7 separate regions of the Mus musculus genome follow, and all the other regions are linked to region 1. A link is a contact called in public Hi-C, HiCAR-type, HiChIP or PLAC-seq and promoter capture Hi-C data. All regions are on one chromosome and are shown on one strand. Each heading gives the region's core, a stretch centred on a gene start, on an enhancer-like site or on the middle of the called end of the contact. The rest is flanking DNA. Distances are from core to core; before and after follow the strand shown.

Region 1 (3,732 bases), core at 599-3,098:
GATGGCCCCTGGGGCTGTTTAAACAGAAGATAACCCAGATGACCCCAGGAGAGTGCAAACTGAGGCACAGCCAGAATTGTTACACTATACGTCAGGAATTATTTGGTGACAAACAATGTTGCCTCATATTCAGGAAGGCCATAAAAGTCTAAGGGCCTCGGTATGTGCAATGTGAGATACAAAGGGCCTGCAGGAATTTTAGCCACTGCATTTCCTGATTAAGACCCACGGGGTGGGATTTACTGTGTATTGTGCCTGTTAGTTCTGTACACACTCGGGTCTAACAAGTATCTGTTACTTAGGAAAGAGGAGTGGCTAAAAGCCAAGGCGATCGTATTCCAAATTTGGACCACATCCCAAATCTTGTTCAGTGCAAGATGTCAGCAGGTAAGGTCATTGCTACCAAGTCTCATGATCCGAGTTCCATCCTGGAATCCACATGCTAGGAGAGGGATGACTTCTTCAAGTCGTCTTCTGACCACTAGATACTGGCTGTGGAGCATGCCCTCTCCCCATTAAAGAAATACAATGTATTAATAATAATAATGATGATGATGTCTTGTTCAGGTTCCCAAAGAGTCAAGGAAACAGCTAAGTCAGGTTGTTTTGTATCTAGATGTGTGAACTTGTAACTTATTTAAGATTCTCAGGTTCCTTTTCTCTGAACTAAAAACTCTTGGCTTCAGGGGTCATAAAAATACAATTCTGAAATCCTATCCTTCATGCAGATATTTAAGACCCGAGGCTACACTGTATAGAGTTGAGCTCTGCCCTAGATTCATAAAATATACATAAAGCATAAGGCTGGAGCATCTTTAACCAGACCAAAGAGTGTATGTGTGTCAGCACATACAGATGTATTAGGTATCCGTACAGCTGGGCCGTGCAATCTACAGTCTAAGTGGCCGAGGAAAAAGACAAAACCTGGTGTAGGTTAGAGCGCAAGGCAGGGGCAGAAGCAGTGGGAAGTTTTGACACAAAGTTGAAAGGGAAAGGAACTCACATGGGTGTATGGAAACAACAAGATTGTGGAAGGCAGGCACACTGGACAACTTCCAGAAATTTCTAGAACGAGAGCTGTCAAACTATGCTGACTAAAAGCCACTTTCTCCACCAAATTAAGACTCACTACTAAAGAGAAAGGAATGGTGGGAAGGCCGCCCGACTGGGGCAGTGGGTGTGGTGAGATGGTTAAAGGCGCTCTGAGAAGTAACGCGGGCTAGAGGGGATGGAATATGCGGGCAAGAGAGGATGAAGTATGCGGGCGGGAGAGGGCGTGGAGTAAGCGTGGACACCGAGGGGAGCAGCCCGTGGGCCATCGGGCGCTCTTTAGGGCTGCACGGTGCGGCGAGGCCGCCAGCCATCCCGGCGCGCATGGGGTTAAGCCTCCGCGGCCGAGGGCAGAGCCCGGTTTCCAAGGAAACGGCTCCACCAGTTCCGGCGGCGCGGGCGCGTACCACTGAGCGGGGGAGCCGGCGCGGAGGACGCGGAGGGCGCAGCGCGGCTGGCCGGCTCCTAGGGCGCAGGCCCGATCACGCCGGTGAGTTCGCCGCGTCCCGCCGCCCGCGGCCGTGAATCGGACCCGCGCGACTTAGGCGGGGGAGGAGCGGCGCGCGGCGGCCCCAGAGTCCCCCCGCGCAGCGGCCGAGTGCGAGCAGCCCGGGGCTGGGCAGTTTGAACCGCGGACGGCAGACAAAGGCAGCAGGAAGCCGTCCGCAGCCCGAGCGCCCGGCCCGGGCCTCGCCGGCGCGCGCAGCAGCGACGCGGCCGGGCGCGGGATGCCGCAGGGCGCGGGGCGGCGCGCGGGCGCGGACGCGGCGCCCGCCCCGGCCGGGATGTGAGGCCCGAGCGGCCGCGCGGGGGCGGGAAGGGCGGCAGGAAGGAAGCGCCGCTCGGACGCGCCGGGAGGAGGAGCGGCGGCCCGGCCGGAAGGCGGGGAGGGGCGGCCGTTGGCCCGCGGCGGGCCGCTCTCGGCGCCTCCCGGGGCGGCGGCGGCGCCCGCGCCTCCTGCACCCGGCGCGGCGTAGCGGCGGGAGGAAGATGGAGACCCACATCTCGTGCCTGTTCCCCGAGCTGCTGGCCATGATCTTCGGCTACTTGGACGTCCGAGACAAGGGTCGCGCGGCGCAGGTGTGCACGGCCTGGCGGGACGCCGCCTACCACAAGTCGGTGTGGCGGGGCGTGGAGGCCAAGCTGCACCTGCGCCGGGCGAACCCGTCGCTGTTCCCCAGCCTGCAGGCCCGGGGCATCCGCCGCGTGCAGATCCTCAGCCTCCGCCGCAGCCTCAGCTACGTGATCCAGGGCATGGCGAACATCGAGAGCCTCAACCTCAGCGGCTGCTACAACCTCACCGACAACGGCCTGGGCCACGCGTTCGTGCAGGAGATCGGCTCGCTGCGCGCTCTCAACTTGAGCCTTTGCAAGCAGATCACCGACAGCAGCCTGGGCCGCATAGCCCAGTACCTCAAGGGCCTGGAGGTGCTGGAGCTGGGGGGCTGCAGCAACATCACCAACACCGGCCTTCTGCTCATTGCCTGGGGGCTGCAGCGCCTCAAGAGCCTTAATCTCCGCAGCTGTCGCCACCTCTCGGATGTGGGCATCGGGCACCTGGCCGGCATGACGCGCAGCGCTGCCGAGGGCTGCCTGGGCCTGGAGCAGCTCACTCTTCAGGACTGCCAGAAACTCACGGATCTTTCCCTGAAGCACATCTCGCGAGGGCTGACGGGCCTCCGGCTCCTCAACCTCAGCTTCTGCGGCGGCATCTCGGACGCGGGCCTTCTGCACCTGTCGCACATGGGCAGCCTGCGCAGCCTGAACCTGCGCTCCTGCGACAACATCAGCGACACCGGCATCATGCATCTGGCCATGGGCAGCCTGCGCCTTTCCGGTCTGGATGTGTCGTTCTGTGACAAGGTGGGAGATCAGAGTCTGGCGTACATAGCCCAGGGACTGGACGGCCTCAAGTCCCTCTCCCTTTGCTCTTGCCATATCAGTGACGATGGCATCAACCGCATGGTGCGGCAGATGCACGGGCTGCGCACGCTCAACATTGGACAGTGTGTGCGCATCACGGACAAGGGCCTGGAGCTGATCGCTGAGCACCTGAGCCAGCTCACGGGCATAGATCTGTACGGCTGCACCAGGATCACCAAGCGCGGCCTGGAGCGCATCACGCAGCTGCCCTGCCTCAAGGTACTTAACCTGGGACTTTGGCAGATGACGGACAGTGAGAAGGTCAGGTGAGGGCGGCAGTTCCAGTTCCCCCGCCCCGCCCTGTTCATCCCAGGACCACCACTGTTCCGCACACTCACGCGCGCACTTACACGTTCAGGGCAGTGGCCGCGGTGGGGCGATGACGGAAGCCTGGGCTCTCTTCTCCTAGTCTGGCGCCCCTCTCCACTGCGTCTGGAGTTGTTCTGCTCCCTCTACCCACTCTCCTTTCCCAGTGAGGGGAGAGATGGACCCTGCTGTTTCTCTGCCCACTCTTCTGCAGGGTATGGAGACTTTCAGCCACCGACAACTGTATCCTGGGGCACTGCATTTGGAAATGGGGTGGGGGCGGGGAGGGACTAGTCGTTTCAACCCCGAGGAGTTGAGGAAAGATGCCTGCCTTCACTTACACTTTCATTTGGATACTGTGATCTGGCTTTTAATTCCAAACGTGTAGAAAGCAAGCCCGACTTGAACAGCCTTCTCATCCACTTTGTAGCCAGTCTCCTCTCATCGCTGCCC
Region 2 (3,732 bases), core at 866-3,365, 980 kb after region 1:
TTAATAAAGCTTATTCTCAGAGTGTTTAAAAAAAAAAAAAAAAAAAAGAAACCTGCCTTTCCATCCCTAGCTTGCCGCTGTGATGTCCGGATCAGAGGCTTCATCCTCCCCTTTCCTTTGTGAAAATCCCAGAGAGCGTCACCGAGGTCCTTCGTGGCTGCTGGTGGGGGTCCGTGTAAAATTCCTGCCGAGGTCACTCCCGAAGTGAGTCTGTGCTGACCACCTTATGCCACATGAAGGGATCCTCCAGAGCGGGCTCCTTAGGGCTACATGGAGGTTTCCTGCGCCTGCCCAAATCACTCCCCCTGTCTCTGGTCCCTCTTGGGAGACAGGAACCTCAGATGAGAGTCTGCACATGCTTCCAGCCTGTCTCACACAACCTCAGGGATGTCGCAGCCACCAAAGCAGGCAGTGTTCTATAGTGCGGTTCTCCTGCCGGGCTTCGCGTGGTGCTTCATGCCGTGGTGCTAACTTGAGCTTTGCGGTCCTGGTTTACTTCTGGTTTGGGGTTTCTGTCAGTCTAGAAATTAGAGTGTGGGTCCTCATCCAAGCCCACAAGACAACAGGGTGTACCTCCCTGTGCCCTCCCTCCACAGCCTTGGGCGGGCTGAATTAGACCTTGTTTTGCTGCAGTAGGCTAGCCCACCTAGGGTGGAGTCTTCTGACCTAGGTAAAGTCTATTGTCCTGCCACTTCTGCAGCTTCCCACGAGATCCTGGCATAGTGGGGGATGGGGCCCCCCCTTTAAATTTCAAGGATTAAACATTGGGCCTTGATCAGAATCTTTGTCTTGGTCTCATTCTTCTCTAGTCATCATTCCTATCCAACCCCAGCTTTCCTTTCGGGAACCCAGTTCTCCGTGGCCGCTGGCGACTACACCTCCCGAGATGGGAATCAGCTCCCAAGAACCTTGGTAATAAAGAGAGAGCCCCTTGTTGGGTCTGAGAAAATAGCCAAAGGGTTTCAGTAAGACAAAAGTTTCCTTCTGCAAAACGGTGTACAGCCGTGTCTTACTGAGCGCATAAGCGCATCCAGTGAGAGTCGCGCTTGGTTTTATTCCCAACGTTAAGGGGTCCTGTGCCTTACTCCAGGTGGTCAGATCGTGGCCTCACATTCTTAGATGTTGCGGTTGATACCCAGAATGCAGTTTTTAGCAGCGGTGCAACCATGAGCACATATTTTCATTACAAGAAGTGTTAGTCTTGGAGAAATTTGAATTCCTAGTGGCTTCTTTGAATTTTTTTTTTCTCTCCAGGGGGTTCTAGAGGGCATCCCCAGGCCTTGTCAGAGACTCTGTCCGTTGTACTGCTCAGTCCCCCATCCTTCCACGCCTCTGCCCTCAGCCTGGCCTCAAACCTTCCTATGCTGTGTACCTTACCCAGCCAAACTGCACTCGGCGAGGCCACAGTGAGGCTCCTTGAAAGAGCTGGCTGTCTACACAGGCTGTCTCCGTTTCCCTCCTCTGATCCACTTTTAACCCTTCATACTTAGCAATGCTACCCCCCCCCCCCCACACACACACATCTCTGTTACAGAATGCCGTGTTTGCTTTAGTCCAGCCATGAGGTGACTAATTCACTGTCCAGGGTTTTGTTTTGTTTTGTTGGGTTTTTGTTTTGTTTTGTTTTGTTTTGTTTTTGAGTGTGCAAATGTATGATTCAACGCTGAAAGGGAAAAAATATAGTTTCATGGACTTGCTATATGAGACTTAAGCTACATGATCTGGCCATCAAAAACTAGAACTTTGTAGAAAAAACAAAAAAAACAAAAACGAGAAATAAGCATTACGACGATGCGATGGGCTTGTTTCTCCATAAAAACTGAAAGGGAGATTGAGCAAACAAACTCCTTGGAGTCCCGAGTCGGAAATTAGACTAAAATGATGAAACAGATCAGTGTAAACCGGGAGGGTACGATGGCGAGGACAGTCATAGCTCCACAGCAAGTTGACAGCGGGGCTCGGCTCCTTAAAACGGGTTCCTGGGCTCCTATCTTACTTAGCTGAGCAACATCCAAGGAGAGCCAAAGAGGCCAGGAGCACACCTGGGCCAAGGCGGAGGCGGGGCCAGAGGAAGGACAGCCCCCACCCAAGCCCCGCCCCGAGCGGCCCGCCCTCGGGGGAGCCGGAAGCGGGACAGAGGAGGCCGTGTGAAGCCGACGAGCGCCAGTCCTCGGCCGGGAAAGCCATCGCGGGCCCTCGCTGTCGCGCGGAGCCAGCTGCGAGCGCTCCGCGACCGGGCCGAGGGCTATGGCGATTCGGCGCTGCTGGCCACGGGTCGTCCCCGGGCCCGCGCTGGGATGGCTGCTTCTGCTGCTGAACGTTCTGGCCCCGGGCCGCGCCTCCCCGCGCCTCCTCGACTTCCCGGCTCCGGTCTGCGCGCAGGAGGTGAGAGAAGCCGGGCGGAGCGGGGATGCCCGGGCCGTCGGGGGTGGTGGAGAGGACGGCGGAGGGTGGTGAAGAGGTGTCAGAGGGGCGGGCGTCGGGAGGGCCGTCGGGAGTGCGGAGGGCTGTCAAAGGTGCTGAGAGCCGTCGCGAGTGCGAAGGGGCGGACGGCCCAGGCTCTGGCGGGCCCGGGGAGGCTGAAAGTCCGCCCTAGGGGCTCGGAGGACGGTCCCGGGCATGGGCGCAGCGTGGAGGCGCGCTGGCAGCGACTCCGGGAGTGGAGTCGCGGTGAGGGGGAGTTCTAGGGAAACTACGCGGGCGGCGGAGTCACTGGTAGCGCGAGGCGGGGTGACAATTCCGTCTGGGCCTCGGAATTGGAAGATGGAGGCACCAGAGGCTGGCAGCTCGGGATGGACATGGACCTAACCTTGGCAGGAGCTGAAATAATCTGGACTGGCCCCTAACTCCTTGCTTCCTGAGCAGTCAATCCTCCAGCTCTCCCATGCTCAGGTGCCCCAGCCTGGCCTCGGGGGTCCCCACAGGTTGGGTAGTGCGGGCGAGCCCAGTGCCCAGGGGAATCAAACAGGATGTGGGTTGAAAGATGCCGTCCATCCCATCTTTTTTTCACCACCACGTGTGTCCCAGAACCGAGCCTGCCAAAATTGAGTTAACATGTGTGGAAGTCTGCCAGTTTGTTACTGCCAGGGAGGACCACCCCACCCCCACGCCCCGCTGCGCTCTTAGGAAACTGACACACCCCTGGCGGTTGAACCTTACTTACTGTCAAAACAAAGCATAACAAAAAAACAGCGAACCTGTGCAAAACCTAGTGTCTGTTCCACGCATAAACTTTCCTCCCTGTCTCCCTTCAAGCCTTCTCTTCCTCCACTGGTTTTTCCAGCCCCTTCCCCTCCACTTCCACAGCTGACCCCAGGAACTGTGTCCAGTCGCTGAGTCGGAGGATATGAAACAAAAGGATAGTTCTTATCTAATTTTGTAGATTTACCAAAAGAGGGTGGGGAGAGGGTGACTATTTTTACTGGAAAAACTGTGTTTTTTAAAAAAGTCTGAGGGCTGCTGGGAAATGTCATAGTGCTCCCCGTACTGGGAAAGTCAGAGTGACATCTTCAGACAGGGCCAAAGTGTCAAAACATAGAGGATTGCTGTTTGTGTCTGGCTAGTCCTTTGCCAAGGGCCTCACGATACAAGTAAACTGAAAGTAGAGAAAGATGATTCCTGGGACTGCAGTGTCCAGGATGAAGTTGTCTTGGATGTAGGAACGTCTTGCAAGAGTGCTTTGCACAATCGGTGTGTGCAGAATCCAGGGAGGAGAAAATGACCCCCAGCTGG
Region 3 (3,732 bases), core at 831-3,330, 960 kb after region 1:
TTTAAATATATAATTTAATTGATTCATTCGGCTCTTCTGTACTTATTTGAAGACTTTGATATCTTAACCATAGATTTAGACAAAAACTCAAAAGACCATAAGGGAGGGGGTGGAAAGATGACTCAACGGTTAAGAATCCTGGCTGCTCTTCCAGAGGACCCAGGTTCAGTTCTCAGCACTACATGGTGGCTCACAGCCATCTGTAATGTCCTCTTCTGGACGTTACTGCACTGTACACATGTGGCATACAGACATCTATTCTGGAAAATACTCAAAACACAAATACAAGTAATTAAAATCTTTTTTTAAAAAATTAAGGATATAAGAGAAACTAGCACTCTACCCACAAATTAAAAACCCTATAGTTTGTGAGTTAATGAAATAAAGAGTCATCTATTTAAGGAAAAGTAGATGTTCTAATGTAAAGCTTTGTTTCACAAGAATTGCAAGTAACTCCATTCTTCTGTACTGTTTGTTTACATTTTGTATTAAAACTTGATTTATGTTTCTTTCTGACTCCTCAAAGTTGCACTTCTTCGTTATTAAGTGTTTAATATTTTTTAAGCTATTTCTCACTGCCTTCATTATACTTTAACAAAGGTAACGGAATGAAAAAAGTTGGAAGTCTGCCTGGTGTTTTGGCACACACACTAAGTCCTAGCACTTGGGAGTCAGAGGCAGAAGATTTAAGTCCAGTGAGTTCTACACTAGCCAGGGCTACATAATAAGAAAGAAAAGAAAAGGTAGTAGGTCATTTAGAACTCTACAGAAATACAAGGTAGCAGTCGTTACAGGTCCCTAGTTGTTGGAGAAGAGGCAGATGTTTGTTTCACCTCCTGTTATTGCTGCAGAAACCATGAGCAGTGGCTGCTGTGAACCAGCTCTGCCTGGCTGACTCTGACTTGAGCCGCAGTGAGATTATGAATTACAGTGTGGCATACTTAGAAGAACTGGGAGGCAAACATTCAATCTGTGATTGCCCATGACCTGAGGAACATGGCAGACACTGCCAGATCTGAGAGATGGATGTGATTTCACAAGTCCTTCCCTTCCTTTCCAGCTCCGCCTTTGGTCCTCAACAGGGTCCAAGAAATGTCAATTTGTTTTTCTTAGTTTGCTGGACACAGTTCAGTGAATATAAAGAAACTGCTTGTCAGCTGGGCATGGTAGTATATACTTAATCCTGGCACTCGGGAGACATAGGCAGATTGGTCTATATAGTGTGTTCTAAGACAGCCAGAGCTGCATAATAGAACTTGTCACCAAAAAAAAAAAAAAAAAAGGAAAAGAAACTGCCTGTCAGCCATTAAAATAGAAATAATGGAAAAATAAAGCCTGCCTTTTGCCAAGCAGTTATGAAGCACACCTTTATTTCCAGCACTCAGGAGCCAGAGGCAGGAGGATCTTTCTTGAGTTCGAGGCCTGTCTGGTATACAGAACTTGTTCAAGAGCAGCCAAAGCTACAGAGAGACCCTGCCTTTCAAAAGGTTACATCAGAATACTTTTGGGAGAAAGTAACAATTTGGAGTGGGTTTTGAAAATTGCAAGGTGTAAAGATTTTAAGTTGTTTAAGTCCCAAATAACCCTAAACCAAGTCCAATGAAGTTTCATTTATGAAGTTTCAAATGTGAATTCGCTTTATGTGTGTAGAATGTTGCTTTTAGCGTAGGTCCTTGAGCACAGTACCTTTCAGACATCCTGTCCCTTTAAATCAAACCACACCGTTACTTTGAATATGGATTTACTACGTGGTATTTATAGCACAAGAGGGAAAGAATGGACTTTGATGTCTGAGACTGGAGTATTCTCTTGGCCGGGATCCACTCACCGCTGTGCGGCATAGGATGTGCACCGGGAAGGGACACAACATCTTATACAATGATATGTCTGTCTAAACAGGAATATATTTTAAGAACTTGAACCTCCCCCGGTTGATGATTCCCTTACATGTTCATTAAATTTTACCAGGGTTTTTGGTTGTGTGTAAGAGTAACTTTTAGTCGTCTGGCTTAATTGTTCTCAGGCTTACTGCCTCCCTCTGCTAACCTAAGCTTAGAATATATTCACCTCCGAGACTTTGTGCTTGCCCTTTCTAGCTCTTTGTGAACTCTGGCTTTACTCTCTGCTCTGCTTGAATTGCTCTGCTAACTCTAGCAATCTGTTCCAAACTTCTGGCTCCTTTTCATTCTCTGGCTCATTCTGTCTTCACCTGTCTCTGTAAAATTAACTCTCCCAGTAAACTGCCTCTGAATTCCACGAACTCAGCTCCACTGCCTGCCTTTGAACTGACTCAACCGAAATGACTAAAGAGAACTAACTAGCACTGAGAAATCTGCATGCCTCTCTCTCCTGAGGGCTGGGATTAAGAGTGTGTACCCCCACGTCTGGACTTGAGCTTCTTGTTACCTGAAGTTTGCTGTGTACCAGGCTGGCCTTGAATCCAGAGATCTGTTTGTCTATGTCTCTGGGATTAAAGGCATGTCTGTATTCCAGCCAGATCACAGAGACCTAGAAGGTCTTTGGATGTGATCTCTTGGCAGAGCAGCCATGTTCTGAATTAAAATTACTCCACAGTTGTGCCTTACAGAAATTGTAACTTGATTTCATGATGTTTGAGCATCTGGTTTTTTGTTTTTTGTTTTTGTCTGAACTGTAGCTAATTTTACTACATTGTTTGCCATTATGTCTGTGCTCAAGATTCCCCACCCAACTCTCAGCCAATCCCATTATTTGTATTGGTGGTGATTTCAAATGGTTACCAAGTAAATGTAAATTCTAGAATGAGTACTGAAAATCCTGAGGAAAAATAGCCAATAAACAGGAGCCACTTTTAACCAGGGCCAAAGCTGTTTTTTTACTTGCTGTCTATAAAATGAAGAGCTAGGCTGAAAGAATGATTTGATTATTGGTGTGGTTATCCTGTTAGCACTGCTTAGAAAGGGTATGTGTGTGTGTTGTAAATAGAGAGAAGTAACTCTCTTCTTTTTTTTCCAAGACAGGGTTTCTCTGTGTAGCCCTGGCTGTCCTGGAACTCTGTGAACCAGGCTGGTCTCAAACTCAGAAATCCGCCTGCCTCTGCTTCCCAAGTGCTGGGATTAAAAGCGTGCGCCATCACCGCCTGGCTGAACATCTATTTTCAAGCTTATATGCTTAAAGATGCTATTTAACTCCTTGTGGGTCATTTACTTTTGAGCTACAATAACTAAAAATAATTTTCCACACAAAAGGACCACTAGCAAGATTTAATGTTTTTATTGTAATTGTTTTGTTACAATACAAACAATTGGTAGATTGGTTGATCATTGGTTTTGGTTTTTCGAGACAGGGTTTCTCAGTGTTAGCTCCAGCTGTCCTGGAACTTACGCTGTAGACCAGGCTGGCCTCGAACTCCTGAGCACTGGTATTAAAAGCTTGTGCCACCACTGCCTGGCTTAACTATTTTGAGGCCACTCATTATATTTATCTAAGCAAATATGTACATCTTTATTAAGGAATCTCACTCACTGTACTGCCTTGTACCTTGCCTTTTAGTTTATTGAGAACATTGGTATGTAACCATAAATACTGATTTTATCGCTTTTTAAAGGCTGTATCATTTGCATTATGTGAATTCTTGATTATTTATTTATTTTGGATTTTTAAGACAAGGTTTCTCTGTGTAGCCCTGGCTGTCCTGGAACTCACTCTGTAGACCAGGTTGGCCTCGAACTCAGAAATCCGCCTGCCTCTGCC
Region 4 (3,732 bases), core at 486-2,985, 920 kb before region 1:
GCTTCATTTTAAAAAGCTCAATGTTAGAAAGTATCCTGAGGATACACTACAAACCTGCATTCAATCACCAATACACGGATACATACACGGGTGTGTACACACACACTCACACACACTCACACACACAGTGGTTCTGCAGTCGTTCCTCATCTCTTTGTTTTGTTTTGGTACTTTTCTCACTGTGTTTTCTTTTAGTGTTTAACTTATATTCTATCAGGGATTTATTTTAGTGACATAGAAATGTTGCTAGTTTTCTCCAAACAAGTCAACAACCATTTCATTCCTAAGTGTTTGTTCCCTACTAACTGGGGTGTCACCAGAATCAACTTCTAAATTCTTTTTTGGTTTTTTTGTTTGTTTGTTTGGTTGGTTGGTTTTTTCGTTTTGTTTTGTTTTTTGAGACAGGATTTCTCTGTGTAGCCTTGGTTGTCACGGAGCTCACTCTGTAGACCAGGCTGGCCCCGAACTCAGAAATCCACCTGCCTCTGCCTCCCAAGTGCTGGGATTAAAGGCATGAGCCACCACTGCCCAGCAATATCTAAATTCTTACATATACTTGATTGGATATGTTCTGGGTTTTCTATTCCACCCTGCTCACTGCTGTGTCTCTTTGGCTGCTAGTAAACGACTGACTTGTGAAAACTAGTAGTTTTATCCTTTAGAAAGTTTTTTTTTTCTCGTCTCATCACAAAATCAAAAGCAACATAAGAAACTCAAAATTGTTAAAACGCTGACGGTCGGGTTTGGCTTACGTTAAATTGATCAGGATATTCAGAGTTCGAGTTCTGGGAATTACCAATCTTTGACTCGAGAATATGGAACTATTTTCCCACTTCAAAATGCAGTAAAAACAAACCAACCAACCAAAACCATTCACACAGGTGTACGGCAGTGATAAGATGGATCCTGTATGTTAGTGGAAGAATTTTTAACCTTGAACAGAAACATTTCTCCTATTATGTATTTCTACAACATAAAACTTTCTTATATGTATGCAGAAAGTTAAAATGTTAGTTAACTCGCTTTACATTGCCAGTGAAGGGAACTGTCAGTGGATCAGAAACCAGCTGAAGTGTTTTTTGTTGCTGTCCTTGCTGTTCATACAGGTCAGGGCTTAGACCCCACTAAGACTTAGGCATTCAAAGCCAGGTGGGAAGAGTCAAGCTTCCTTAATGAAAGATAGACTCTCTGTCTTCCAGCCCCAAAGCCAGACAAGGTAGGTGCACGCTCCCCCACCAGCTTCGTCCCGCCCCGCTAACTGGCGGGCCATTTATTACCTGTCCTTCTTGTCTCTATCGTTCACGCCACTTTTTCCAAGGATAAGGATATGCTGCACTTTGGCTACATCTCCCACGCTTGCAGCCTTGTGGATCTTGCCCATATCCTTGTCGTGAATATGGTACCTGGGCACGTGGGAGCCACTAGCACTCTCGCGTCCAAAGCCCACGCAGTTGCTGCGCGGGCGGGCAGAGGGGCCTAAGGGCGATGGGCCCTTACTCCTGAAGCCAAAAATCTTCTTCATGGCAGAGGGTACGCCCCTCACAGGCACCTTCTTCCCCGCGCAACGTTGGCTGACAACACAACGCAGCTAGGGCACTTATTGAAAAGCCGGCCTAGACGCACGGGATCCCACCGGGAAAGACGCTGCATGGCCCGGCAGGTTTTTAAAGCACAATAATCGCCAAGCCGAGCTGCAAACTAGCAACCCGCGCCTTCTTGCTGCCGCGCATGCTCACACAGGCCCAGCAGCGACCAGTGCCCAGCACGCGTGCGCACGGCCAGGCTCCGCCTTCTTTGCTGTTCAGGAGGTCAGGGCGCTGCAACCTAGCGGGTTCTCTAACCCGGGGTTTAAGGCGGAGGTGGGCAGTGTGTTGTTTCCAGAGGCCCGGGTTAGCCTCGGTTTGGGCGTGATCGCTGCAAGGCTTCAACAGGAATGGGGGTCGCTCAGCAGCGTGGAACCCAGACCCAGTACTCCAGGACTGCGGGCATTGAGGGCGCCTGGCAGATGGGCGCAGAACCTTCTGGAGTCCGGCCTCCCTGCTTAGCTTTGGCCTTGTGTTTCAGTGGCAGTTAAACCTGTTGGGGAGCAAACCTATTGGACTCTAGGTAGGCGATAATCAAAAAGTAAACTACAAACAGCATGGATGGAATCGTGGCGTGGAAGAGTAAGGGAAGAGATTTTGTTAAGCTAAGTAGTTTGGGAATTAGTGCAATAAATGATCGTGTTTCACAGCCTAAAGAGTCAGTATATGAGTTAGACAAGCTGATGGGAGGTAAGAAGAAAAGGTTGTCTGCATTTGGGATCTGAATGAAACGATATGATGTGTGTAAATTTTTGGTTTTGGACCTGGAAAAAGTAATACTTAGTAAGCAGTTTTCCAGTGTAAGTGTTCACCTTGACGTTTTAAATTGTTAATAAATTTTGTCAATCTAAAGCCACAACTCACCTCAAAGGGAATAAAATACCGTTCGTGCCTAATAGGACCTCCAGTGGCCGCAGGAACTACCTCAAATTCAGGCTACCTCAAATCCTGTTTCATGTTCCAATTTTAATAGAAACGACAACAAATCAACCCACTTTTCAGATACGTCGGTGGGTACGTCAGGTAAGTGGGTTTTGTGTTAACACCCCTCAGATGGCAGTTGATGAATTTCTTACCCCCTTTGGCTGATGGAAGCTAGGAGTCCCAGTGGACATTCCAAAGGCTTTACCTCCTGGACATAAAGAAGCTAGGTCCCACGCACAGGAGAACACGATGGCTCAATGTGATTTGCTTCTGGACTTGCAACGTTCAAAACTTGCTACGGCAGTAGTTCAGATCAGTCAGTTCCTATGGTACAGCTTCTTTTTTTTTTTAATTTTTAATTTTTTATTAGATATTTTCTTTACATTTCGAATGTTATCAGCTTTCCTATCCTACCCCCTCCCCCTGCTCCCCAACCCACAGGAATCCCACTTCTGCAGTGTGGATCTGTAATACATGCTGTACTCAATGGAATGATTCCACAGGTTTTTGATTTGACTATATCTTTTGTAATAAAAATTGAAATAAATTCTATTGCTAATTTTATCTTTGTGTGTGTGTGCGCGCATGTGTGTGCATGTGTGCCTCTGTGTGTGTGTGTGTAAAACAGAATCTCACTCTAGCCTATGCTACCCTTGAACCTTAATGATTCTCCTGCCTCCGCTTTGGAAAGCTGGTGTTTTGGGTGTAGACCACTGCCCCTGCTTTCTGTCTCTCTATCACACTGCTCTGGGCTTTGCTCTGGGTCCATTTAACTATTAGCTAGTTATTCTCTGCATTTTGACCAGCTGTAGATTGCTTTAGTAACCTCCACCTGTTGCAAAAAGAAGCTTCTTTGGCAAGGGGTGAGACTTACACTCATCTGTGGGTACAAGGACAAGTATTTAGAACACAAGTACAGGGGATTGGAGCTATGGCTCAGCCGATAGAGCACTGACTGTCCGGCACCCATGTGATGAAGACTAGCATTGGTCGGTTGTACAAGTTCCAGGGGACCTGATGCCCTCTTCTACCTTTCATTGGCTCTGCATATATGTGGCACATAGACAGGCATGCAAATGGGACATTCATACACATAACATAGAAACCTCAAATGTAAAATTATACTAAAGTTAGACATAATAGTGCCTTAGGAAACTGGCAGTAGTGGACCATAGGGTCCCCAACCCCAGCTGATACATTACAACAAATCCCCTATATACCCAAG
Region 5 (3,732 bases), core at 568-3,067, 880 kb after region 1:
AAAAGTTGCTTCTTTTGTTGCCTTTTTTTTTTTTTTTTTTTTTTTTTTTTTTAAATCCCAGGGCAGCCTTGACACAGACAGCTGAGGATGATCTTGGAGTTGTGATCCTTCAGGCTCCATCCCCAGCCAAATAACAATATATTTTGATTGCGTATGTAATGAAAGAACTTTTGATGAGTTTTAAATTTTCAAGTATACCAGGTACAGTTGTGCACACCTTTGCTCCTCCCAGCACTTGGGAGGTAGAGGCAGGGGTATCTCTGGGAGTCAGAGGCCAGTCTGGTCTACAGAGAGGTCCAGGACAACCAAGGCTCTACAGAGAAACCTTGTCTTGAAAAACAAACACAAAAATTTAAAACAGTCTTTTGAATTTTACTATTTCTCTTTTGATGTGCATAGTTCTTTTTTTTTCAGATTAAATGCTAAATGACCTAAGTCTTGTTATAAAATATTTTAGTAATTGTATATAATTCATCATACCTTCCTATGTCCATTTTTTCTCTGTATATCACTTTTTCCCTTTTTTCTTTAAGCAAGAAATGGAGACTATACTGGAGTTACAGCTCAGGACACATTTACCTAATATGTTCAAGGACTTGGGTTCAATTTCTAGTACAGAAAGTAATTGAACAAACTAGCCTGAGTCCATTTCCTTGCATTCCTGATCCTGACTAGCAGAATAGAACCTTTATTTATGAGTCAGCGTTTTACCTGATAGCCACCCCCCCACTCCAACCCCCCCAGCCTTTGATTACTTAATGTGTGAATTTGTAGATGAATGTATGTGGACCTGGCGTGAAGGTGAGGTCAGCTTTCAGTTCTCTCCTTTAACCATGGGGTTCCAGGAATCAAACTTAGGATTTCAAGCTTGGTGGCAAGTGCCCTTCACAGCTGAGCCACTGTTCTGGCCCTTACCCCGTATTCTTGACCATTCTGGAACTCGATAAGTGTACCATGTGGCCTTATGGTGCTCTTTCTACATCTCCTTCCCCAGAATTGAGTTTATAGTCCTGAGCCACCACACAGGGATTTTCCTTACTTACAAGGTCTCCCGTAGCCTAATCAGGCCTCAAATTCATATGCAGCTCGAACTGCCCCTAAAGCATCTACCTTCATCACCATAAAGGTATATGGATGTGGAGGGCACAGGATAACTTTGGAGCCGGTTCTTGCCTTCAACCTTGTAGAGTCAGGCTTAGACGCATAAAGGAACTGTAGGACCGTATACCAGAAACGTGGCTTTTTTTTTTTTTAAACCAGCCATTGCTGATCGGAACTCTATGCGTGTGCAACTATGCCCGGCCTTCCAAGTAGAGGTTTCTGACAAGGTGACCAGTTTCATACCAAACTGAAATGGGTTGGTTACAAAGCAAGCGTTTTCAGGCCCTGCTTACTACTCAAATACGGTTTCGGGATGGCTGCCAACAGCTAGACTAGCAAGGCCAGGCCCTCTATGGGTAGGTTCCCAGTGTCGTGAGAAAAAGCAAGTCGCAGCTGGTGGTGAAGGCCGGCCCATGTAATGACGGAATTGGGCTGAAACCTATTGGTCACGGAGAAGCGAGAAACCCGTACGAAGGCGACCGAGCGAAACGAGTTGTACAAGACTAGCATTCGAAAGAAGGAAACGGAGACGCGGAAACTCGGCCAAGAGTTCGTCACTTGTCCAAACCTAGACAACGATGTTAAAAACAGGTCTCGGAGAACGAACAAACCCGGCCGACTAGCCACGGAGGGGCCCACCTTGCGTTCGTGTCCCCACCCCCGACACAAAGAGGAACCGGAAGCCCCTTACCGGAAGCAGTACCTCTGCTCTCCGAGGCATTACACATTCCTCCGCGCGCCGGAAGCGCGCGTTCCACCTTGCGGGGTAGCTTTTCCCTCGCCTCTCCTCGAGAGAGGTCGCGGCGCCTTGAGGGGCCGCGCACCCGGGGTGGACGGAGGGCGCAGAACTTTGACAGGCAAGCTGTGAGAAAACAAAAAACCAAAATAAAACAAAAAAGCTCCGCCGGCCGTCATGGAAGGGAGCGAGGAGAGAAGACCCGACTAGACGTGGCGGCGGTGGGATTTTGTTTCCTGCGGTGGCGGACTGATTTAGCAGCACGTTAACTTCCGGGAGCGTCCTGCCCCTGAGAGGAAAAGCCCTGAAGGAAACAATAACAAACGAGCGGAGGGAGAGCGGCTGGCGCTCCTGTGAGGACTCGTTCTCGTCCTAAGAAGATGCGCTGCGGCCCCAGTGCGGGGACGTGAGAGGGCTTTGGTGGCCGTCAGCCAAGCCTTTCCTCGCTTGTGCACCTCAGGCCCCCCTGGCTTTTTATTTTATTTTTTGGTGACCATGGCGTCCGTGGGCCCGGGGGGCTACGCGGCGGAGTTCGTGCCACCGCCCGAGTGCCCGGTCTTTGAGCCCAGTTGGGAGGAGTTCACAGACCCGCTGAGTTTTATCGGGCGCATCCGGCCCTTTGCGGAGAAAACGGGCATCTGCAAAATCCGGCCACCCAAGGTAGCGTCGCCTGAGGGCGGGGACGGGGGGCGTGCTGGGGCGGCGGGACGGTCCTCCTCCTCCCCGTGGCTTTCCTCTTTGGGGGTCTTCCGTGCTCTCCGGGGGCCCCTCCCTCCTCTCTTGGTGTCCCGAGGCCACTTTTGAGGATGTTTTTTGCCCTGGTTTCTGAACGCAGTTTCACGTCCACTTTGACATTTTATTTGATCGCGTGTGAGTGTGTGTGTGTGTGTGTGTGTGTGTGTGTGAGAGAGAGAGAGAGAGAGAGAGAGAGAGAGAGACAGACAGACAGAGAGACAGACAGACAGAGAGAGGGAGAGAGGGGAGGAGAGCGAGAGAGCGCTCGCGGAGGGGTCAGAGGACATTTTGTAGGAGTCGATTCTCTTCCTGCGTTGTGGGGGTTGTGGGTCTCCGGGCTCGAACTCAAGATTGTCAGGCTTTGGCCTGACGACTGGGCCATCGCATCGCTTCTCAGGTCCCCCTTCAAAAGACAGAAAGAGGTGTCTCTGGGACCTTTTCCTTCCCAGAACTTATTGGGCACGGATATTGTAGTGTGGATTGGAGGTAAGGATAACAAAAGGCTTCAGGCCCTTCCTAGGGAAAGGCGTTTGAAGTGTCCTGTCATCAGCTCACGCACCATCTTTCTGTTTGCGTGTTAAAAAAAACCCCACTAATGTCGACCGTTTTTGTGTCCAAGCCTACTGATGTTCAGTTTATCAAACCTTTGCAGGCCACTACTCGGGTTTCTTAAATTTAGTAATCCGAACTCAGGTTGTCTACAGGGTGATGTCACTAGACTAGAACCCCCACGCTAATTATTACTGCAACAAGGAGGCATCCTTGAGAAAGATAAAGAGCATTAATTTTTTGTTTTTGTTTTTGTTTTTTTAATGTAGAGGTTTAGAAAGAATTGGCCAATGAATGGTGATGGAAGAAAACGTTGAAATCTCTATATGTAAGAAATAAGAAAGTAAGGGACAAAGATTCCCAAACTGTACTATAAATAATCAAGTTTGCCTATAAATTGGTTAATTAACCTCACTTTCTAAGGTTAGGAAAGCAAATGATACCCGGTAATGAGTGGAATTAATTCCCTCGGAGGTTAAGTTATATGCTCAAGGTCAAAGGGTGGTTTTGTTTTTTTAAAAAAAAAAAATATTAGGTGTTTTCCAAATAATGTTGTTGGTGTGGGAGAATGCTGCAAGGCCCAGGCTTCCATCCTCACTAACATGGGAGAA
Region 6 (3,732 bases), core at 525-3,024, 830 kb after region 1:
GAATTCAAATCCCAGCAACCACATGGTGGCTCACAACCAGCCAGAATGAGATCTGATGCCCTCTTCTGGTGAGTCTGAAGACAGCTACAGTGTACTTAATTATAATAATAAATAAAGCGAGTGAGGTTGAACGGAGTGGTATGAGGTTGACCTGAGCAAATGGGGCTGACCGGAGAGAGCAGCGGTCCTAAAATTAAATTCCCAACAACCACATGAAGGCTTACAACCATTTGTACAGCTACAGTGTACTCTTATACATAAAATAGATAAATAAACCTTTTTTAAAAAAAAAAGAAAGAAGGAAAGAGAGAGAAAGAGGGGTTCAGCAGGAGAGGGGAATGGGGTGGGGGCGGAGTAAGAAAATAACTCAATTATATCCATGTAGGAATTGCCAGGCTCTGCCCACACAACACCCAGCCAAGCTCCGTCCTACAGAGTAAAAAGCTCAAGGTCAGGACTTGAAGTTCCACCAATCCCCACACTGGAAAGCTTCTGTCCCCCTTCCCCAAAGAAACCCTGAATAAACCCTGTCCTCTGTGTTCTGCTGCTTCTTGCCCACCCCCGTTGAGGCAGTCACCCTCCTGGGTCTCTCCCATGTGACATTTCTTGTGCCCCGTGACTTTGTGGGCTTCCTTGGCCCCTGATTGTCAGGATTCCTTTCTCGGTCAGAGCTCAAACACTCACAATACATCATGGAGAGTGAGGCCCATCATACAAGGCTTCAGATCGACCATGTCAGGGCCCGAGAGCAGAGGTAATTTTCTGCAAACACACAGCTTTACTCTTGGAGGTTTCCAGTATGATAAACCAAAGAGCCAAACTTGTGTTTTACTTTGAGCCTCTTTCGGGATGTCTCTGCAATGCTGAACCTTTTTCTTGATAATCCATTTGTCCATTTCTTCATTAAAGAAATTAATTTATTTTTATTTCATGTGTATGCGTGGGTGCCTGTGTATATGTATGTGTACCATGCCATGTGCATGCCTCATGCCCTGGGAGGACAGAGGAAGGCATCTGACTCCCTGGAACTGGAGTTGTAGGCAGTTGTGGGTCACCATGTTGGTGCCAGAACAAACTTGGGTCCCCTGGGAGAACAGCCCATGCTCTTCACTGCTGAGTCATCTCTCCAGCCTCTCAATCCCTCCCTTTTATCTTCTGTCCTTTCTCTTTCATTCACACCCAACCTTCTCTGCCTCTGGAAGGAACCTGGGTTCAGTGTCTGTGCTGGTCTGGACTGCTAGCATTGCCATATAAGCAACCTTGCAAATCCTCTGTCCATCCCATTCATAGAAAGTGAGGTTACCCCACTAGTAGGCACTATATTGCACTTCCTGTTATCCCCCACATCTGGACACATCATAAAGTCACAACCGACCTGTTTAGACTTTTGGGAATTTCTTTTTTCTCATGTTGAGAAAGTAAAGGCAGGACCTCACCGTATGTTAGTCAAATGCTCTACCACATTACTGCCCCATATCATCTCTAGGAACTCTGACAAAAGATTCAAATGTATCAAAAGTTCTGATTTCCTACCCTAATTAATGTCTCACCAAAAAGTAGTTGATGCCCAAGGGGGAATTTCTCAGTTATTTGCTCGGTACCATGTTGCTTCTAGAAGCCATCCACAGGGATCTGCTACTGTAAGTTCCTTGTAGAGCTGCCCATCAGAGAGTTCTTTTCCTCCTGCTGATCTTCCTGCCCACCCTCCTCTTCTGCTCCTGGCATCCCCCTCCCCCTCCACACCCTTCTACTCCTCTCTACCACACTCCTGTCTCCCTTCCTTCCTCTTTTTTTTTTTTTTTTTTTTTTTTCTGAGATGGGGCTCACTACATTACCCTACTTGGCCTCAAACTCCTGAACTCAGGCAGTTCTTCCCTCCTCAGCCATCCACTACAGTCGCAGGCCACTAACTACCCCCGCTTCGGAGGCCTGGGCAAGCTTACTGGTTTCCGTTTAGCAGGTTCAATTAGTAAAGCCTGAAGGGCAGATTTACACACTCCGGGGCTAATAGTATTTGGTAGGGAAGCAGTCCCATTTGGAAACACTAATCATTACTCATAAAATAACTACATAAAGGAGACAGAGCTTGTTTTATTCAAAGTATGTCCAAGATCCCAGTTTTCAGCCAGGGAGATGAATGACTTGATAAAGACACTTGTCACCAAGCCTGATAACTTCGAACAAACAAACAGGAAAGGAAAGCAAAGCAAACTATCCTCTAACCTCTATGTATACAAAATGGCATATGTGCCTAGATGTACAAGCACACACACACACACATACACACACACGCATGTAATAAAAAATTAAATCTAGCTGTTTATCCAAATGTTCGCTGTAATCCTATCACCTGTTGCCCGTCCACACCTTCCCAGTACAACCTCTACCCTCTTAAGATGGTGCCAGCAGGCCCTGGAGTCACCACTTATAGGGCTCCTTGTCATAAAAGCTTCTCCTAGCTTGATCACCCACCTGCACACTGCATCCAGCTCCATGTTTCTAGACATGGGTAGTGCAGAGGGCCTCCCCCCCCCCCACCCCCCGTGCCTTTAAACTAATGAGCGACCTTGCTTTCTGGCACTTTCAGGTAGGGTTTCTCCATCTTTGCTGCTGGCTTCTTAAATTTCTCTAAACTATGATAAATTGAGTGACCTTGCTTGGAATGCTATAAGGTTTGGGAAGCAATGGGGGACCCACCCAGCCTTTGATAGTATTACATCAACATTTTATTATCTATTATTATTATTATTTATTATATGTAAGTACACTGTAGCTGTCCTCAGATACTCCAGAAAAGGACATCAGATTTCGTTACGGATGGTTGTGAGCCCACCATGTGGTTGCTAGGATTTGAACTCAGGACCTTCGGAAGAACAGTCGGCACTCTTAACTCTGAGCCATCTCGCCAACCCCTATTATTATTATTATTATTGTTATTGTGTATGTGTGTGTATGAGTGTGTGTGCTACAGTTAGATTCCTTCTCATTGCCACCTACCCACCAAGGTAGATTTGCCTCACCAAAGGTCACAATTGGTTCTGAGCGTAGTGAGGGTGTGGGCTTGCCCTGAGGGTGTGATCCAAGTCTGTTTTCACAAGGGCTCCCCGCTTACTTTTTGGCAAGTCTTATTTCCCTTTCCCCTACCCAGGAACCTTCCTTTCTGCACATAGCCCGTCTTTTTCTCTGCACGTTTTAGGTATTGTATACCTTTGTGACGAATGCCTCTTTATCTCTTTGGAATATGCTAGCTTAGTTTTTCCTACTCTGACTCCTTCTCTGGGTCACATGGAAGAAGTTTGTAGAAGGCCACAATCTGTGGTAGTTTGGATGATAATGGCCTCCTTTGATTCATATATTTGAATGGTCAGTTATCAGGGAGTGAGCACTGTTTGAGAAGGATTAGCAGATGTGGCCTTGTTAGAATAGGTGTGGTCTTGTTGAAGGAAGCCTGTCAGCTCCTTTCCCCCTCCTCCTCCCCCTCCCCCTTCCCTTACTGCCTACAGATTAGGATGTAAAATTCTCAGTTATTTCTCCAACATCATGTCTGCCTGCCCATCACTGTGCTCCCTGCCGTGATAATAATGGTCTAACCTCTGAAACTGTAAGCCCCTGGTAAGCACTTTTAAAAAAAGATTTATTTATTTATTTATTTATTTATTTACTATAAGTACACTGTAGCTATCTTCAGACACACTAGAAGAGGGCATCAGATCCCATTACAGATGGTTGTGA
Region 7 (3,732 bases), core at 729-3,228, 780 kb after region 1:
TACTGGGGTCACCTACATCAGCTATCCCTCCCAACCTCAGCTAGACCTGCCTATGACAGAGTCGAAGCTCCAAGGTGGCAGGAATCATCTCGCTCTCTAGACAACACTTAGCCTCGAGTTATCTATCTTAACGTAGGTATCATCATCGTCATCGTCGTCGTCATCATCATCATCATCATCGCCGGGGCAGTGGGATGATATAGCAGTTGATTTTAAGTGTGTAAGGTGCTGGTGTGTGGCTCATGGTAGAGCATTTGCCTCCTTAGCAGACACACAAGGCTGAGCTCAACATCTAGTACACACAAAGCCCACACAGTCATAACACAAGTATATATCATATACATTAACTCAGAAAGTGTTCAAGATAGCTATATGGGGGAAATTGCCATATATAGCCAAAGGGACACTACTAATATTAAAATTAAAACTGTCACATCTGGCAGGGCAGTGATGGCACATGCCTTTAATCCCAGCACTCAGGACACATAGGCAGATGGATCTCTGTGGGTTCAAGGCCAGCCTGGTCTACAGAGTAAGTTCGAGGAGAGCCAGGGTCACACAGAGAGAAAGCCTTGTCTTGAAAAACAAACAAACCTGTCACAACCAGGAGAAACATCAAGGAAGCCTGGTGGCCCAATGGATCCAATACCAGGATCCCCAATCCAATGCCCTGGTATTGGAAAGGAAATCAAAATAAAATATGGGAAGGACTGGAGAGACAGCTCAGTGACTAGGAGCATTAGATCTTCTTCCAGTGGGAGAACTGGGTTCAATTCTCAGCACCCACAGGGAGCTCACGATTATCTGTAACTCCAGTCCCAGGAGATCTAATGCCCTCTTTTGGCCTCCTGAGGCATCAGGTACAATATAGTACACAACATTCATTCAGGCAAAATGCCTATCCCCATAGAAACAGGCACCTGGCTGGGTGTAGCTGAAGGGGAGAGCCCTTGTGATCCATGCCTGAAGGCCTGGGCTCCATCGCCAGCATCACTGAAACAAAAAGTAAGGATTCCACTTTTTCAAAACAGGCTTTCACACACCCCAAGCTGGCTTCAGCTCCCTACTCAGGTGAGGATGACCTTGAACATTCAATCCTCCTGCCTCCACACCTGAATTGCTGAGAGGACAGAAGTGTACCATCTGAGTTTTGTTTTTTTGAGACAGTTTCTCTGTGTAGCCCTGATTGTCCTGGGATTCACTCTGTAGACCAAGCTGGCCTCGAACTCAGAGATCCACCTGCCTCTGCCTCCCAAGTAGGGGGATTAAAGGTGTGCACCACCACCACCACCCTGCAAAATGTTTTTAAGTAGAAAAATAAAAAATGAAAAGAAAAATACAGGAGAACCAAGATTGAAAAATTCTGCTGTGTTCCATCATTGCCAAGACTGAAGCCCTCAGCTAGGACAAGGGGTACGAGGCCTCATTACTTACTAGCTTTGTGATCTGCTCTTGGTTTACCTGGGGAAAAAATGATGACATTTAGGGACACTGCAAATACTGTTGGTTTTTCATAGCAAAAGCCAGCTTCAAATCCTTCCCACAATCTTCCTGCCTCAGCCCTCCCCATGCTGGGATTACCGCAGTTCACCCCAACACATTCTGTGATCCAACACTTAACACACAGAGAAGAAACTTTAAGTAGTTTCCCTTACAATACTATATCACCTCTGGTCTATTCAAAATAGTTTCCTCTCTAAAAGCTGAACCACAGGATTTTTTCAGAGCTGTATCTCTGGGATTACTCAGCTGCAACCTGTAGTGTTTTAGAGGTTAAAATCAGAGGCGAGCCGGGCTACAGTCTGGTTTCTAAGAAGAGCGAGGACTGAGGCTTAACTGGCTCAAATCTATGCAAATGAAAGAAAGGAGAAGAAGATGGCCGAGGCTGCTCGCGGCAGAGCTCCCGCTTGTCTGATCTGGGTCTCTTCGTGGGAGAGTTGGAAACCCCACACAGGCTCCACACAGCTTTGTTTGTAGGTCTTTGTTCTCTTCCTATCAATCCAGGTTGAGGACAGTTTGAGAGGCAGACCTATTCAGACCCCTATCTCCCTGAAGATAGAAATCCTAGGCCTGGGTAATGCGAAACAAGGGTCTTTGGGACACTCCCCGCCATGACAATGAGGTGCTGTGGTGAGCAGACACCACCTCACTCGGTGGGAGAGCTCTCTCACAAAGCAGTGAGAAAGGCTTGCAGAAGCCAAGCCAACAGAGGGACAAACATCTACCCCATCTCAACAAGAGCTAGTTCTTGATTTGGGGGTTTACTCAAAGCAGTTCTCAAAAAATTAGAACTAGAAGAGAAGAAAGAAGGAAAAGAAAAACTTCTATAATCTGGGATCAGGGGGGAGGGGTGCAGTGTAGTTCAGGGGTGAAGACTGGAGAAAAGGGGTGTTATGAGAGCTGTTGCGCTGCCTGTGTCGTCTGTCTCTTCTTCTTCTTCTTCCTTTCTTCTTCTTCTTCTTCTTCTTCTTCTTCTTCTTCTTCTTCTTCTTCTTCTTTTTTCATTTCTCCTCTTTTCTTTTCTCCTCTTTTCTTTTCTTTTCTTTTGTTTTTCTCTTCTTTTCTTTCTCCTGTTTTTGGAACTCCCTCTGTGGACCAGGTTGGCCTTGAACTCTTCTCCCTGAGTGCCAGGGTTAAAGGTATGTGCTACCCTTCTTGTGGTCCTTTCCTTAGATAAGCTCAGCTCGATGGACATTCATCCTTTTATTTATTCACTAGATATTATTTCATTCAAGAAAGAAAGTTAAAACTCAAGTTGCCTCAAAGCTGACAAAATAGTTCAGACATTACATAGCAAGAATACTCACTGAGTTCCTTCTAAGACTGCAGATGCACAGAGAAAGGAGAGAGAGTCAGGACATGAGGGCAAAGAATTAGAAAGGAATTTAAAAGCCAGCACTGGAGAGGCAGAGGCAGGCAGATCTCTGTGAGTTCGAGGCCAGCCTGGTCTACAGGATGAGTTCCAAGACAGCCAGGGTTACACAGAGAAACCCCATCTTGAAAAACAAACAAACAAACAAAGATTTAATAACATGGTGTGGTGCTTTAAATATGTTTGGCCCATGGGAAGTGTGGCCTTGTTAGAATAGATGTGGCTTTGTTGGAGGGTGTGTCACCGTGTAGGCAGGTTTTGAGGGCCCCTAGTGCTCAAACACTTTCTGCCTGCCTTTAGATCAAGATGTAGAACTCTCAGATCCTCCTCCAGCACCATGTCCGCCTGGATACTGCCATGCTTCCTACCATGATGATAATGGGCAGAACCTCAGAAACTTTGAGGCAGCCCCAATTAAATGTTTTACTTTATAAGAGTTGCCTTGGTCAGGTTGTCCCTTCAGCAATGAAACCCTAACTAAGACACATATTAGTGTGTGTGTGTGTGTGTGTGTGTGTGCGCACATCTCACACTTTGTTGAGAATTGAACCCAGGGTCCCACGAATACAAACTAAAGTATACTCCAGTCCAGAATATCACAATATTCTTAAGGAATCTTCTACAGGAGTGAATGTTTAGTTAAAAAAAAAAAAAAAAAAAAAGGTAACCCTATGAAGTAATGAATATGCTAACTGGGTGGACTTAGCACTTCTGTGATCCATCTTCCACCCACCAGAAGTAATGTAGTAAAAACTAGTAAGTAAACAACTGATATGCAGACATTAGAAGAGAAGAGAGTTCAAGCAGGAAGGCTGCTTAGGTGGTAGATGGTAGACACACCTGGGTGGGCCCTCTCTCTC

The links. Promoter capture Hi-C pulls out the DNA fragments that hold promoters and counts their contacts. A called contact is a pair of places that touch in the nucleus more often than the background predicts. HiCAR-type assays count read pairs that join an accessible place to other places. HiChIP or PLAC-seq counts read pairs in DNA pulled down with a chosen protein or histone mark. Capture Hi-C pulls out chosen DNA fragments and counts their contacts.
Region 2: a Hi-C map of regulatory T cells shows a contact between it and region 1, with 7 times the contacts expected there. The contact joins the promoter of Il17ra here to the promoter of Fbxl14 in region 1. A contact is called at or near these places in 2 of 39 promoter capture datasets (hippocampal neurons and liver), 1 of 15 datasets of contacts at CTCF or cohesin (embryonic stem cells), 6 of 484 Hi-C or Micro-C datasets (the G1E-ER4 cell line, embryonic stem cells, neutrophils and 1 more), 6 of 115 datasets of contacts at active chromatin or transcription factors (bone marrow-derived macrophages, embryonic limb bud, large pre-B cells and 2 more) and 2 of 9 other capture datasets (embryonic stem cells and liver).
Region 3: a contact with region 1 is called in a promoter capture Hi-C map of liver, with 3 times the contacts expected there. The contact joins the enhancer-like site here to the promoter of Fbxl14 in region 1. A contact is called at or near these places in 3 of 39 promoter capture datasets (hippocampal neurons, liver and neutrophils), 1 of 15 datasets of contacts at CTCF or cohesin (embryonic stem cells), 1 of 484 Hi-C or Micro-C datasets (embryonic stem cells), 7 of 115 datasets of contacts at active chromatin or transcription factors (astrocytes, bone marrow-derived macrophages, double positive thymocytes and 3 more) and 1 of 9 other capture datasets (embryonic stem cells).
Region 4: a contact with region 1 is called in a HiCAR-type map of astrocytes, with 3 times the contacts expected there. The contact joins the promoter of Ankrd26 here to the promoter of Fbxl14 in region 1. A contact is called at or near these places in 2 of 39 promoter capture datasets (cranial neural crest and hippocampal neurons) and 2 of 115 datasets of contacts at active chromatin or transcription factors (astrocytes and extraembryonic endoderm stem cells).
Region 5: a contact with region 1 is called in a promoter capture Hi-C map of liver, with 7 times the contacts expected there. The contact joins the promoter of Kdm5a here to the promoter of Fbxl14 in region 1. A contact is called at or near these places in 18 of 39 promoter capture datasets (the 3T3-L1 cell line, 3T3-L1-derived adipocytes, the C10 cell line and 11 more), 1 of 15 datasets of contacts at CTCF or cohesin (large pre-B cells), 9 of 484 Hi-C or Micro-C datasets (CD4 T cells, CD8 T cells, the HPC-7 cell line and 6 more), 31 of 115 datasets of contacts at active chromatin or transcription factors (the 230-238 cell line, the SCID.adh cell line, T-cell acute lymphoblastic leukemia and 21 more) and 6 of 9 other capture datasets (adipose tissue, embryonic stem cells, embryonic tail and 3 more).
Region 6: a contact with region 1 is called in a promoter capture Hi-C map of the HPC-7 cell line, with 4 times the contacts expected there. The contact joins the enhancer-like site here to the promoter of Fbxl14 in region 1. A contact is called at or near these places in 13 of 39 promoter capture datasets (3T3-L1-derived adipocytes, the C10 cell line, the HPC-7 cell line and 8 more), 1 of 15 datasets of contacts at CTCF or cohesin (large pre-B cells), 83 of 484 Hi-C or Micro-C datasets (the 3T3-L1 cell line, B cells, the Ba/F3 cell line and 45 more), 28 of 115 datasets of contacts at active chromatin or transcription factors (the SCID.adh cell line, T-cell acute lymphoblastic leukemia, acute myeloid leukemia and 19 more) and 1 of 9 other capture datasets (embryonic stem cells).
Region 7: an H3K4me3 HiChIP or PLAC-seq map of embryonic stem cells shows a contact between it and region 1, with 9 read pairs. The contact joins the enhancer-like site here to the promoter of Fbxl14 in region 1. A contact is called at or near these places in 1 of 15 datasets of contacts at CTCF or cohesin (large pre-B cells), 28 of 115 datasets of contacts at active chromatin or transcription factors (the SCID.adh cell line, T-cell acute lymphoblastic leukemia, acute myeloid leukemia and 19 more) and 1 of 9 other capture datasets (embryonic stem cells).

The regions. Positions count from the first base shown.
Region 1 is chr6:119,477,820-119,481,551 of GRCm38.p6, forward strand. It overlaps Fbxl14 (F-box and leucine-rich repeat protein 14), which reads left to right and starts at 1,849. Exons shown (of 1, transcript NM_133940.3): 1 at 1,849-3,732. The coding sequence starts at 2,041. The coding sequence ends at 3,243. All of the region lies in intron 1 of Wnt5b (wingless-type MMTV integration site family, member 5B), which reads right to left.
Region 2 is chr6:120,461,082-120,464,813 of GRCm38.p6, forward strand. It overlaps Il17ra (interleukin 17 receptor A), which reads left to right and starts at 2,116. Exons shown (of 13, transcript NM_008359.2): 1 at 2,116-2,385. The coding sequence starts at 2,248.
Region 3 is chr6:120,441,736-120,445,467 of GRCm38.p6, forward strand. It overlaps Kdm5a (lysine (K)-specific demethylase 5A), which reads left to right. Exons shown (of 28, transcript NM_145997.2): 28 at 1-2,839. Among named protein-coding and RNA genes, the nearest start is that of Il17ra, 20 kb to the right of the region's middle. Within about 2 kb of position 2,081, at least 16 of the 459 cell types and tissues checked have an H3K27ac peak or open chromatin away from gene starts, as enhancers often do. A contact at or near this core is called in liver, where this site is marked.
Region 4 is chr6:118,560,536-118,564,267 of GRCm38.p6, forward strand. It overlaps Ankrd26 (ankyrin repeat domain 26), which reads right to left and starts at 1,736. Exons shown (of 34, transcript NM_001081112.2): 1 at 1,278-1,736. The coding sequence starts at 1,522.
Region 5 is chr6:120,362,282-120,366,013 of GRCm38.p6, forward strand. It overlaps Kdm5a (lysine (K)-specific demethylase 5A), which reads left to right and starts at 1,818. Exons shown (of 28, transcript NM_145997.2): 1 at 1,818-2,497. The coding sequence starts at 2,333. It also overlaps a transcript of Ccdc77 not described here.
Region 6 is chr6:120,310,862-120,314,593 of GRCm38.p6, forward strand. No RefSeq gene overlaps it. Among named protein-coding and RNA genes, the nearest start is that of B4galnt3, 18 kb to the left of the region's middle. Within about 2 kb of position 1,775, at least 3 of the 459 cell types and tissues checked have an H3K27ac peak or open chromatin away from gene starts, as enhancers often do. A contact at or near this core is called in the HPC-7 cell line, where this site is marked.
Region 7 is chr6:120,257,678-120,261,409 of GRCm38.p6, forward strand. All of the region lies in intron 1 of B4galnt3 (beta-1,4-N-acetyl-galactosaminyl transferase 3), which reads right to left. Among named protein-coding and RNA genes, the nearest start is that of B4galnt3, 35 kb to the right of the region's middle. Within about 2 kb of position 1,979, at least 18 of the 459 cell types and tissues checked have an H3K27ac peak or open chromatin away from gene starts, as enhancers often do. A contact at or near this core is called in differentiating embryonic stem cells, embryonic stem cells and extraembryonic endoderm stem cells, where this site is marked.